Regions from separate parts of the Mus musculus genome. Here region 1 is linked to region 2. A link is a contact called in public HiChIP or PLAC-seq data. All regions are on one chromosome and are shown on one strand. The core of a region is the stretch at or near the end of the contact, and the rest is flanking DNA. Distances in the headings are between cores, read along the strand shown. Region 1 holds the start of A730035I17Rik (RIKEN cDNA A730035I17 gene). Region 2 has its middle 36 kb from the start of Gm33969.

Region 1 (6,553 bases), core at 2,647-5,146, 900 kb before region 2:
TACATTCCAGCGGATACACGTGCGTCCCTTCCTGCCCCTTCCCTGTTCTGCAGGCCCGTGGGTGAATGCTGCACCCCATAAAGACACCCTGTAACATATGGGCTCCTCCATGCGCAAATGTTTAGAGAAGGAGACCCCAGATGCCAGATCACTTCCCGGGCATGATTCCAGCGACTGGGATAAAACAAATGCTGGGACGCAACTGGCTGACTTTGTGACCTGCTTTTCCGGCAGGACACTCAAAGCTCAGGCCACCTGCGTGGCCTGGAAGCTTGGGACACCTGGCATGAAATTTGTGGAGCCAGCTTGCCGCGGAGCCCCGTGACCTGGTTTCCTCCGCAGCTGCGTGCAGGCATTAACACCGCTTCAGCCAATGACCTCAGCAAGGGGAGATTTGGAATTCTAGAAGCTCTCTTCTGGGAAAGGATCGCTGTGCATCTGACAGTGCCCCCTTAAAGGAAAACAAAGTTTGCCTTGGCTAATGGTAAGTTAGTTTTGGGCATCCTTCCCCTACTACTCCCGCCAAAAGGGTTTGTGCACAGAACGATCTGCATAGCCAACCCCGGAACTAACTAACGTATTTGCCTACCTGGATCGCCTAGGAGATAATTCATCCATTGGGAGACCTTCTGCTTGAAGGCAAGTGTAAGATAATAGCCAAACCAAAGAGAATAGTGAAGGAACTAGCTTTTCTGCGCGTGCCCTTCGGAAACCCCTTTCCAGGAGCAGTATTCGCTGAACTTTTCCCAGACAATTCATTTCTGTCTGAATTCCCACTGATAATGAAGCTGTTTAAGTGAAAGTTGAAGTTTCAGAAGGATCGGATAGAATAGGAAAGCAAATTCAAGTATTTTTTTTTCCTTAAAGGTAATTCCCAAGATGGCCTGTGCTTGCTCATTTTTAATAAATTTCTGTTCCAGTAATACTACAGCAGCATCCCAAGCATAGAGTTCAATCCGTCGGACACTGTGGTGTAGGCAACACCAAAGGACTATTTTCTCTTCACACCTAAGTATCGTCCCATGTTCCTGCTGCTCAGTTTTCCTCACAACTCATCTTGGGCGTTTTTGAGAAATCTCTCGTTAGGTCCAATTATTTGTTTCACTGGGAAAAACAAAAGAAACAAAAACTCTCTTCTGTGCTAGACGTAATTTGAAGACACTGGAATGTGCTTCCCTGGTTTTCTAGAAGACATAAGCAATCCACAGGTACACCAAATGATGTGACCAATGACAACACCAGCTAACATTAGCAGAGGCAAAACCAGTACGTTTTGGACCATCCTTTCCTTACTTACACTTGGAGCAGGTTGAGTGTAAAGTCATCAGACTATGTGGGGAAACTGAAAGCAGGCCTCAAAGGATTATAGTGCCAAAATAGTATTCGAATGACTCCAAGGTAGACAAACAGCTTTTCCACCAAAGTGGCCATATTCCCTGAATACATTTATCACCCCTACAACAGGGTCCCTGTTCTAAATGCAACTTGCTGTCTGGTGGCCTTAAAACAATGAAGGCTTCAAAATCCTTTAGGGAAAGTTTTTGAAAAGCCTTGAGATGAAGACATGTGTGAAGTTCCCACTAGAGATCTCTCCACAAGCATCCTTCACATGGAAGGGGGAAATCAACAAAAAGGGAGGTGTAGTTAAGGGTTCAATGGGGGGAGGGGGGAGGGGAGGGAAGGAGAGAGAGAGAGAGAGAGGTGTGTGTGTGTGTGTGTGTGTGTGTGTGTGTGTGTGTGTGTGTGTGTTGGTGGGGGTGAGGTTGCTGCAAAGAAGGCTCATTGGTCATTTGGTTTTTAGTGTAGAGGCTTCAGTGTACACCAGACACAAACATGATGTTCTCTAAGAACTGAAGTCAGAAGCCAAGATGACAGCGACTTTTCATAAAGAACCAGTTGGTTCCTCGGTATCTTTGTCTCAGGATCACTCCCAGATAGACATGTGTGGACACGGAGGCCTTTGATATACCATCAGCAAACCTCGGTCTTTCAAATTGTATTACTTGATAGATTCTCTATGTGTCCTTAATGGATGATAGGAAGCTTGAAGTTCTAGAATGTAGGACATCCCTTGGGGGAAGTATCACTACTAGATCCTAAAGTGGGCTTAAAAAATGCAGATTGGTCACTTATGTGGAGAGTAATTCTTTTCCTTCTGGAAGAGACACCTACAAAGTTCTGACAGGGAACCTGTATGGCAATTACTGCACCTAAGTGATTTGTCCTTGATCCTTAAACCCAACACCTTTCAGATAGAGAATCTTCAAGTGACAATCAACACCCTTAGGCTCAAAACTGGCTTGTAGTTAATACCTGCAGAGGAAGCTGTGGTCTCCTTGCTTCTTTTCAAGGAGTCAACGAAAAGGCATCAACTATCCAAAGTATTATACTGACCTAAAAATATTTTTTGTAAACTTTCCAAATATTTGCTTTGAGGAAAATAGTTATTTATTGTCAAAGCATCCAACATACCTGGATAAACTATACCGTTTAATAAATCTCTTAGGGATAGAAGAAACACATAACTATTCAGACTCCATGTCACTGGCACAAAATTACACTTTGTATTAAAAGGGAATACATATTTACATCATTGATGACATTCTTCACTGAAGTCCATAATCATTTCATGATACATGCACTTCCCCCTGGAAACTTAAACCGAATGGCGCCCCCCTTTTTATCCATTTTGTTTATTTTTGTAAGAACACAGCTGTCATCAGGAAATGCAGAACGCATCTCCTCTTCCTCCATTACTTTATATCTAAAATAAACTTTGTCCTTACATATAATTATTACATCTAAACCATAAGTGCTTAATAATTTAAGTAGAAACGTATGACAAATGCATCAATATGTTGCAATATATGACATTTTTTTAAAAATGTACTTTTGTTTTTGGGAAAGTGAAAATTCGTGCATTCAAAAGAAAACCCCGCTCAAACAACCCACCCAATCCAAAATCCACCATCCTGTGCATCGTGTGCGTGCGTCCGTGTGTGCGTTCGTGCGTGCGTGTGTGTGTGTGTGTGTGTGTGTGTGTGTGTGTGTGTGTGTGAAATTAAACATTTGGATGATGAGGCTCCTGGCGAGGGGAGGGACCTGTGTGTGCACGTGTTTGGTTGCAGTGTTTGGGGGCATAAGGTAGTGGTGGATGTCATCCTCGCGTGTCTGCTCCTGCAGGTGGCTTGACTGTGCGTGCACACGCGTGGAAAGCCGGAGTCTTTTACGCAACAATTAATTATGCGAGGTCATGTGCCGGGACAGGTGGTGACGCTCCCTGAAGGACTCGTTGCAAATGGGGCACTTGAGTTTCTCCTCCCGCCGCCGCTTCACCAGGGGCTCCATGGCATACTCCTTTTTGTGGTGAGACCGCATATGGTACACCAGGTCGGAGGTCATGCGGAAGGAGGCGTTGCATTTGGCGCACCAGTTCTGCGCGGGCAGACACAGCGAAGTGAAGGAGGGCGGCAGCAGGGTGAGCGCGGAGGGCAGTTGCAGCTGCAGGGGCCCGGCGGCGGCCGCCGCCGCCGCTGCCGCCGCAGCCGAGCTCTTGGGCCAGAAGGCGGTGGCGTAGAGGAAGGGGCTCTGCTTGGGCAAGCCACCGCCACCGCCGCTCGCCAGGGGCCCGCAGGCTCCGTTCAGGTCCGCTGCCCCCTGCAGCTTCACAGCCAGCGGATCGGCGGCGGCCGGGTAGAGTCTGGTGGGACCCACGCCGTCTCCCGGGTGACACGGCTCGAGAGCGCCCAGCTTCTGGCCGAGGACCAACGGGGACAGCTGCGAGAAGGAGCGCGCGGGCTGCGAGAAGGCGCTCTTCCGCTCGTCCGATGCGGCCGTTTGGCCGCCCCCCGAGCCCCCCGCAGTCCCCGCGGTCCCCGCGCCGCCACCGCCGCCCAGCTGCGACACCGAGGTGAAGGCGCTGCCGCGCGCGGGGCTCCCGCCCTCCAGCCGTCCGGGCAGAGAGCCTCCGGGACGCGGAGCCAGCAACTTCTCGGGGGCCCCAGGCGACCCCGCCGCGGGGGTGGACGAGCCGTTGCTGCCGCCGCCGGCGACACCGCCTCCCGCGTCGGGGTCCTCGGCCGTGCCCCCTGCGCCGTCTGTCGCCGCCGCCTCCTCCTGCAAGCCCACCGCGCGGCCCGCCTTCTTCACCTCCACGAAGGCGCTGCGCTTCGCCTCGCCAGTCTCCGGGCTGGGCGGCGCGAAGAGCCGGCCGTTCTCCTCCAGGCCGAAGTAGCTGCCGGCGGCGCGGTACTGCTGCGGCGTGCACACCAACTCCTCCTTGGAGGTCGCCAGCGGCCTCTCGGAGAAGCGCGCACGGCCGCCCGCCAGCCCCGCGCCGCCGCCCTCCGCCGCCGCCTCCTCTGGGAACCGCCTCTTGCCTTTGCAGCCGCCGGTGGCGACGCCGTCGGGACTCAGCTCCGCCTCCTGGTGGCCGCTGCCGCCACTGCCGACGCCCGGGGCCGCTACGCAACTGCTGCTTCCCCGGGAGTTTTCCAGTTCCCGAGCCAAGTTGTGGAAGTCCGTGGACGGCTTGGCGCTGCCGGCACCCGCGGAGCCCGGCGGGTTGCTCGCCTCCGGGGATGACGCGGGGTAGTGGTGTATGGGGCCGGCTTTGCAGAACTTGGGGCCCGGGATCAACGGCGCCTCCTGTTGCTGCTGCTGTTGCTGCTGCTGTTGCTCTTTACCACCGCCGCCGCCGCCGTGGTCCTTAGTGCCCAAGCCGCCCCCTTGCTCGTCTTGGGGATTCGCATCAGTGCTGTGAAGTCTCTTGGGGCAGCGGAATCGCAGATGTGCCACATAGGGGAACTCAAACTGGAAACGTTGGCTGCATTCCAGGCATGTGTAAGGAGACGACCCTGCTTAGTGAGCAAACACACACACACACACACACACACACACACACACACACACACACACACACACCCCACATGGTTAGTTAGCATCGCCCCTAGGCCACTTAGCCATCCTCCCCATAACAAATCCACTTTATCTTTCTGGGCTGAGTGCCCAAAAAAATGAATACACTATCCTATTTGGTGCAACTTACTTTCTTGATTTGTGCATTTACTAAGTCAAACGCTCCCCAACTTTTCCTTCCCCTTCTGTCCTAGTTCCATTCGGGACAACACCTCAGAAGCTTCGTCCACCCTATGATGTGCAAGGTGAGCCCAGGCACCCGAGCCAACCTACCGTTCATTTTGTGAGCTCTAGACGGGCAGAGCAAGAGCAATTCAGTCAGTTCTTTCCCGTACCAAACTAGTAACTCTTCATCTTTGGCAATCCTGCGGAGAGAGCGGTAGAACAGCTGTCCATTTTTTATATAAGCTTCGAGATTCTGTTCTTCCTTATCTCGGGCTGATTGGACCAGCCGCAGCCACATGAGACCTTCTGAGGAACCATTTGCCGCCGAAGTGTCTACCTACAGTATTTAAGAAAGACAAGAAGAGAGGGATCCACGTGAAAGACGGCAACCAGAGAAACCAGAGATATTTCATCTGTCTGGCTTTTGTTCTTTCCAAACAATTATCTGAAACCAAGTTTGCAAAAGTTGACCAAAGTCGAACTGCATCCCTGCATTTGTGGTCAATGGGCACAGTGGCCATCCTTTGCAATATTGGGTCAGTCTTACAGAGTAGCCTCTTTAGAATCTCCCTTTCAGTTACCTCACATGACAAAAGGAGAGGAAATTTCCCGTGTTTCAGAAGTAAAAGGCAAGTTCGGGTCTTAGTAATTATTCTATGGCACTCACGCCCATCTTCCTAACTGACATGAAGGACTAACAGCTTTACTTCATGATGAAAGACTAGGAACTCTGGGGTGGGGAAACTGGGAGTAACATTTAGCATGTAAATAAATAAAATAATTAATAAAAAAAGAACTACTAGGAAGAAAGAGGCCTGTTACAAACACAAACGTGGATTATAGATGCTTTGCTGCCAAAACAATTAACGTTTTAATTTAAATACAAACTCTGAACACTAGCTAATGTTAACTAAAGAAAGCAATAATCAGGCGATGGGGAGACCTCCCAGGTTACAAAATAAATATACTCAATACTTGTAAAAGTTCTCTCAAGGACTACTTAATATGTAAATAGCCCCAGTACTAACAAGGTCTCCTTAGCAATTTAGGAAGCCCTAATCTAGGGAACCCAGAACTAGAGTACCGATTCAGGCAACCTTGGCATTGTCTTTTTCTTTTTCTCAGTAAAATCACTTGATGATTTGAATCTAGTTTTTCTTTTCTAATTTTTGTTGTGTTCGCTCTGCTCTGACTGCTCAGATGATTACATTGTCCTTAGGATGTCTCCTTCCTCACTCCCAACAGGAAATTACCCTCAGACACCTCCATCACACTTGCTGAGACTCACCCGGAAGATGTAAGGTACTGTTCTCTTGTCCGTGGACTTGAGGGCTACGAAGGCTATGCTGTCATACAGGGAAGTATGGCTCAGTACACAGGGACCGAATATGGCGTTCTCTGGGATGTCGCAGGTTGTATATACACTGGTAAAAATGTCTGTCAGACACTGTTGGACAGCCTTGGCATCTCC
Region 2 (6,754 bases), core at 2,432-4,931:
CATCTCAGGACACATTAGGGTTTTTTATCCTTATTCATGGATCAGGGCACTCAGAATGAAGCCGAGAACCTTATATATACGGGCCTCCCATCTTACCACTGAGCTGCACTGCTAACAGGGCAGAGCAGTGGAGAAATGCAGAGAGAACAGCTGTGTTAAACAGGAAAGCATAGGCTGAAGTCAGGGTCAGGACACCGAGAGTCTTCCAATGTTGTACTTAGGCAAGCACATGTAAGTAACTTGATAGACACTTTGAAGCTGAATTTTTTTCCTTAATTCTATGTCCACAGATTTGAACACATGTGTGGGAGTAACACAGTAGAGGGTGAAAAAGGCCACATGAAATACTTAGAGGGAATACTTAAGGAGTCGAGTAAGAGACATAACCACAAAAATAAATGGAAGTGAACAAAATTACCATAGATTCAAACACATAAAATTTACAATGTTGGGGCTGGATAGATAGTTCACCACTTTAGAGTCCATCCTGCTCTTCTGCAGGACTCTGATGTAGTTCCCAGCACCCATACTCTGGTTCCAAAACCCTCTTCTGGCATCTGTGGGTGCTGCCCACACAGAGAAACACAGGTTCACACACATACCTTGGGATAAAAATAGATATATGTTTTAAATGTACAGTCTCAAATACTAAACAACATGAACAGAGATAAAGTGAACCTCCCTCTCCCCCAAAAAAGAAAAGAAAAAAATCTGCCATATGGTATTGCCTTAGAGAATGAATAGCCTCTAGTAGAAAAGAGGGTCTAAGAAATTGCTGTGGGCAATTTTAGTATCATACTACAAGAAAGAAGAGAGAAAGAAAGAAAGAAAGAAAGAAAGAAAGAGAAAAGAAAGAAAGAAAGAAAGAAAGAAAGAAAGAAAGAAAGAAAGAAAGAAAGAAAGAGAAAAAGAAATAGGGAGGAAGAAAGGGAGGGAGGGAGGGAGGGAGGGAGGGAGGGAGGGAGGGAGGGAGGAAGGGAGGGAGGGAGGGAGGGAGGGACGGAGGGAGGGAGGGAGGGAGGGAGGGAGGGAGGGAAAGGAAGGAAAAAAGCAGAAGGCAAGATCAGATGATTCATGGAAAAAAGATACATAAATATCTGTAGAGCAAGCATTACTATTTTGTGTAAATTGAATCAAATTCCATGTTTTAGTAGCAATACTGAGCACTGTTGAAATTTACTGAGACCCACAATCTCCACTAATTTTGTAGAGTGGCCTTGGCCCATCTCTAAACAACATTCCCAAGAAAAGAGTAAGTCCTTGTTAGAGAACCACTGTTTCTCTGAAACTGAGCAGGGAGATTTCCTTATAGTTACAGAGGAGTACCTTATGGCATTATTATAATATAAAATCTTGTGAGCAATCCAAATGTTGAACAAATAAATGAACAACTGTACATTGTATTTTTTAATGATTTAAAATTTATGTTGAAAGAATACCAACAGAAGAAAAAGCTAATAAAGCGTCAGGAGGGGCAGGGAGATGGGTCAATCAGTGAAGCGTTTGTCATGCAAGCAGAAGCACCCAAGTGCAGTGTGCGAGCCCCAAACCCAACATGGAAAAACTGGGTACAGTGTTTGCTCGAAATTTCAGCACGAAGAAGGTTGAAACAAGATAATCACTGGGATCTGATGGCCAGCCAAGCAGCTCAGTCAACTTGACAGGCTCCAAGCCAGCAAGAAACCCTGTGGAAAAGTGAAGGTGGTTTCTAAGGAACGTTTGAGGTTGTCCTTAGGTCTCTAGACACAGGAATGCACACCAACATACGCACGCACATACACAGAAAAAAAATCATGGGAAGAAGAAGAAGAAGAAGAAGAAGAAGAAGAAGAAGAAGAAGAAGAAGAAGAAGAAGAAGAAGAAGAAGAAGAAGAAGAAGAAGAAGAAGGACAAATTCTACATACAATATGATGCCAATTTTTGTTATATAGTTCATATAACTGTATATAAATCCTCATGTATTATGTACGCATATATAGCATGTGACATCTTTATTAACATAGTTTTCAGTTGTGATATTTAGTTGATTTCCAGAAAACATCGCTGTTGGGAATTAGACAGAAAACAGACATGCAATATTGCAAAGCCAAAGATTCTGCCCTGAGCCTCCTGGGTGAAAGTTTCACAAAGGACCTAGGAGTCTAAATGAAAGATGAACACCAATCGATGACAAGAAAACTCACAGGGTGGGAGTTGCTGTTTGAGTTTGTTCCCTGCCACAGGATCTCTAACTCTGAGTTCTCAGCACTAAGCCTTCTGTCTCTCCCATGGCTTCTGTGTGCAAGCCAACTTTCTTCACACTCTCCTGATGTTTCCTCTCCTAAGTAACACCTATCCATCCCTCCCATCTCAAACACCACCCCCTTCTGTAAGGCAGAACACTGTCCAGAGAAAGTCTTTTATGAAAGAAAAGAAAATCTGTTTCTCCCTTTTATGCTTATCAAGAATGTGATTAAGTAAATGATCAATAGCCTTATCATTTCTCCAGAATTTATGGTTTATGAGGGAAGGGACCAAGGCTGTCTTACTCACCTCTGTGTCTGCAAGAGCCACCAGATGACAACAGCAGACAGCACAGAAACATGTGATTGGGACAATCCTGCACTCTTGAAATGTCTGACTTATTTAAATTTCACAACATCTATGTCCTATTATTAACAAAATTATCCTTTTGTGGGGTAAATGGCACCTGAGTCTCACTCTAGCCTAGAACTCATGACATAATCTAAGCCTGTCCTCTAACTACTGGTAATCCTGCTGCAATGACCACCCAAGTGATGATGTTACAGGCGTGAGCCACACACTCAGGCAAACTTTCCTTACTTTAAAAAGGGGGAAATTGAGGCACTGAGACTCAAAGTTACATACCCAGTAAGAGATTCAAACTCACCTAATCCAGCATCCTTAACTGAATCTATGCCTCCCTAGTGTGGTTCCCCCCATAAATATTAGAAGGATGGATGAGAAACACATTAGCAGTAAAATGTGTACTTGCTATAAATTAAGCACCAGCAGGGACATGCCCTGTAGCAGCTGTAGCTCACATTTCATGGTCACCTGACCATAAAAGAGGCAGAAGACCCTAGCCTTACTATGGAAACACCAGGAACAAAGCCCCATAGACACCCTCATTAAAAATTCTATTATAATGAATTCTTGAGAATAATAGACTGGTTGGGATTTTCAATTCCAATGACAGGAATGTAAGCTTAAAAGGCTTAAGTCAAGGCACATATCTTTTGTAATACGCATATGCACCTGCAGCACTAATTATAGCAACTGACCAACCACAAAGCTCACTCGCATGCTCTCTCTCCCCCCCCTTTCTCCCTCTCCCTCTCTCTCTCTCTTTCTCTCTCTCTCTCTCTCTCTCTCTCTCTCCCCCCCCCTTTCTTTCTCCTTCTCTCTCAGCATGCTCTTATTTCCTGTTAAAATCAGCTTTAAAAGAGGGTCCGTAATTACAAACAAGTTGTGCAGAATAATCAAGCCATTATTGTAATGAGGATGATTCTTGCTAAGGCTTATTTTTAAAAAGCCAAATTATAGACTCCCAGTCTAAATTGTATCTGGGTTTTCTGTCACTTGCTTTCAAATTTAGTCCTGATTTGCATTTCGCCTGACCTACTAGTTAGAGCACAAGTTCACAGAGCCCCTTCTGAAGCAGTAATGAGCGTAGGCACTAAGCAGCATGTAATTGTGTTCAACTGCATGCAAGTGTTTACTTTTTACTGCTGTGCGTCTGCCTCAGAGATTGTTGAGATGCAATTATGCATTGCAAAATTTGCAAGTTGCCAGCCTTGCCTGGACTATTTTTGCCATGTTTCACATTTAAACTGCGTAAGTGCATAAGTAGAGGTATAAACAGCCAGGTTTTCCAGACTAGAAAATTACTGTTACTTAAATGGCAGAATTTCTGCTCCATGGTTTCCTATTTCCATGCCTTGCCTCAGTTACATATCTTTTTAACCATCTGTTTCTTCCTGGCGACCAGTGACAGGGAAGCAAGCAACTGTATCTGCATTACTGTGTGGTTTGACATCTGGTGTCTAAATCCAACCGTGGTATTTATTTGTGAATCATTTAAATATGAGATCATATTAGTTACACTTGCAGATGACGTTTCATCAACATCCTCAAGCCTGTTTATGCCCAGATTGCATACCGTTTTACCTAGAAAGAGAAGAAGTGTGTTTTCCTGCAGGTTGTGTATAAGTTGTATATGTGGATATAAACGTGTGTGCATGTGTGCATGTGTGCACGTGCGTGCGTGCGTGCGTGCGTGCGTGCGTGCGTGCGTGCGTGCGTGCGTGTGTGTGTGTGTGTGTGTGTGTGTGTGTGTGTGTGTGTGTATTCACCTGTGAGGGCTTGTGTGGAGGTCAAATGTTGATACCAGGATCTCTTCCCCAATTCCTTCTCCATCTTGTTCTTTGAGACAGACTCTCTCCTTGAATTCTGAGCTTGCTGAGTTAGCTAGGCTGGGTCAGCAAGCCCCTAGGAATTACTCCTTTCAGCCTCTCAGCACCCGGTATGACATCACATGCAGCTTGAACATGCATTTAGGGGAATCCTAGCTCAGGTCTTCATGTGTGCATAGCATTTTACTCACAGAGCTAGCTCCTTGGCACGATATAAACTATTCTAGGTTATAAAAGTAAATTACATATGAATTAAATGAATTAAAATAGAAATGATGCCCATATAAGGAGTTACAGAGACAAAGTTTGGAGCTGAGATGGAAAGAAGGACCATGCAGAGACTGCCTCATCCAGGGATCCATACCATAATCAACCACCAAAGACAGACACAATTGCATATGCCAGCAAGATTTTCCTGACAGGACCCTAATATAGCTGATTCTTGTGAGGCTATGCCAGTGCCTGGCAAATACAGAAGTGGATGCTCAGAGTAATCTATTAGATGGAACACAGGGCCTCCAATAGAGGAGCTAAAGAAAGTACCCAAGGAGCTGAAGGGGTCTCTAACACTATAAGAAGAACAGCAATATGAACTAACCAGTACCCCCTGAGCTCTTGTCTCTAGCTGCATATGTAGCAGAAGATGGCCTAATCGGCTATCGTTGGGAAGAGAGGCCCTTGGTCTTGCAAAGATTATATGACCCAGTAGAGGGGAATACCAGGGCCAGGAAGTGGGAGTGGGTGGGTTGGGGAGCAGGACTGGGGGAGGGTATAGGGGACTTTCAGGATAGCATTTGAAATGTAAATGAAGAAAATATCTAATAAAAATTTTGAAAAAAAATAGAAATGCCATAGGTAATTGGTGATGTTCAATGCACATCACAAAACTGACCAGTGTTTCCAGAGTTGCTGACATGCTCCTCTTGGAGAGCGCTATTGAATCATGGCACAAAGCTATTGTCCTGGAAGAGGGTGCTGCCGAGCCTGGCTGACCTGGAAATGGTCACTGTGGTCCCAGGAAGGAAAGGATTCTGAAGACCCCCTCTTTTCTTGTAGCTACAAGTGTGCATTCAGAAAGGGACTAACACAGAGGAACTTGGTAAAAATGTTCAACGTCCTTCGCCATCAGAGAAGTGCAAAATAGGACCATTTTGAAATTTCATTTTATCCCAGTCAGAATGGCTAAGACAAAAAAGAAACAAAAACAACAAACAACAAACAGACATCCACAACAAATGCTGTGGCTGTGGTTAAGTAAAACACTGCTCACTGCTGGTGAAGGTACAAACTGGCACAGCCACTATGGAAGCCAATGTGGAGGGTCAACACAAAAGTAAAGATAGCTCTACCTCAGGATGCAGCTATGTCACTCTTGGGCATCTGTCCAAAGGACTCTCTAAATATTCTGCAATAGAGACAGCTGCTCACCTACATTCTTTGCTGCTTTCTTCACAACATCACGGAAATCTAAACAACAGAACCGCCCACCATCAGATAAATGGGTAATGAACATGTGGGCATTTACTCTGAAATATTCAGCTACTAAGAAAAATAAAATTCATGTGTAAGTTGGCAGAGCTGGAAGCAATCCTTCTAGCTGAGGACTCGAACCTGGAAAGACATGTGTCTCACATTTACTCTCATTGGAGGGTGTTAGTTTTGAATTTTCAGATATGCATATTTTTGGTATACCTTTGGAGCCCAGAAAACTACTAAGGGCCATGGGGAGGGTCTTTCTGAGGAGGGGAGGCAGAACACACTGGTGTATGTGGTGAAAGGGGAACAACAGGATGGGAAGGCTTGTGCTGGGGTTGAGGAGGGGAGGGCAGAGTACAGGAGGGAATACCAGAGGGATGCACAATACCAAAGACCTCAGGAAGAAGTCAAATGGAAATCTACTACTTTAGATGCTTCCTAATGTCTCTCTCTCTCTCTCTCTCTCTCTCTCTCTATATATATATATATATATATATATATATATATATATATATATATATATATATACACACACACACACACACACACACACACACACACACACACACACACACAAACATACATGCATACACAATACATACAAATTCCTAAAATAGAATTGCTGAGTAACAGATCAGCAATGCCCCTCCTAGGGGTGGGTTATCTCTTTTGGAATTGTTAACCTATGATGTTTAGTGGTCTATAGAACTACCAGAGAAGTAATCCCCAGTCTTAGTTGTGAACTACAATGACCAGCCTCATGACTTATGCCTTCTCTTGCAATGGTGTTGCTGGCATCTTGGGAGTAACTAACCATTTTCTGAGTAGATTGTTGAAACTCACACCCAGCCTCCTATCTGTCC

The links. HiChIP or PLAC-seq counts read pairs in DNA pulled down with a chosen protein or histone mark.
Region 1: a contact with region 2 is called in an H3K4me3 HiChIP or PLAC-seq map of embryonic basal ganglia, with 5 times the contacts expected there. The contact joins the promoter of A730035I17Rik here to the enhancer-like site in region 2. A contact is called at or near these places in 6 of 39 promoter capture datasets (the 3T3-L1 cell line, 3T3-L1-derived adipocytes, cranial neural crest and 2 more), 1 of 15 datasets of contacts at CTCF or cohesin (pro-B cells), 3 of 484 Hi-C or Micro-C datasets (cerebral cortex, cortical neurons and ventral hippocampal neurons) and 10 of 115 datasets of contacts at active chromatin or transcription factors (astrocytes, craniofacial prominence, differentiating embryonic stem cells and 7 more).

What each region holds. Positions count from the first base shown.
Region 1 is chr5:98,183,327-98,189,879 of GRCm38.p6, reverse strand. A730035I17Rik (RIKEN cDNA A730035I17 gene) reads left to right here and starts at 3,896. Exons shown (of 3, transcript NR_153823.1): 1 at 3,896-4,836; 2 at 5,112-5,162; 3 at 6,328-6,553. It overlaps Prdm8 (PR domain containing 8), which reads right to left. Exons shown (of 4, transcript NM_029947.2): 2 at 6,371-6,553; 3 at 5,191-5,419; 4 at 2,432-4,856. The coding sequence ends at 3,238.
Region 2 is chr5:97,286,773-97,293,526 of GRCm38.p6, reverse strand. No RefSeq gene overlaps it. Among named protein-coding and RNA genes, the nearest start is that of Gm33969, 36 kb to the left of the region's middle. Within about 2 kb of position 3,681, at least 18 of the 459 cell types and tissues checked have an H3K27ac peak or open chromatin away from gene starts, as enhancers often do. A contact at or near this core is called in cortical neurons, embryonic basal ganglia and hippocampal neurons, where this site is marked.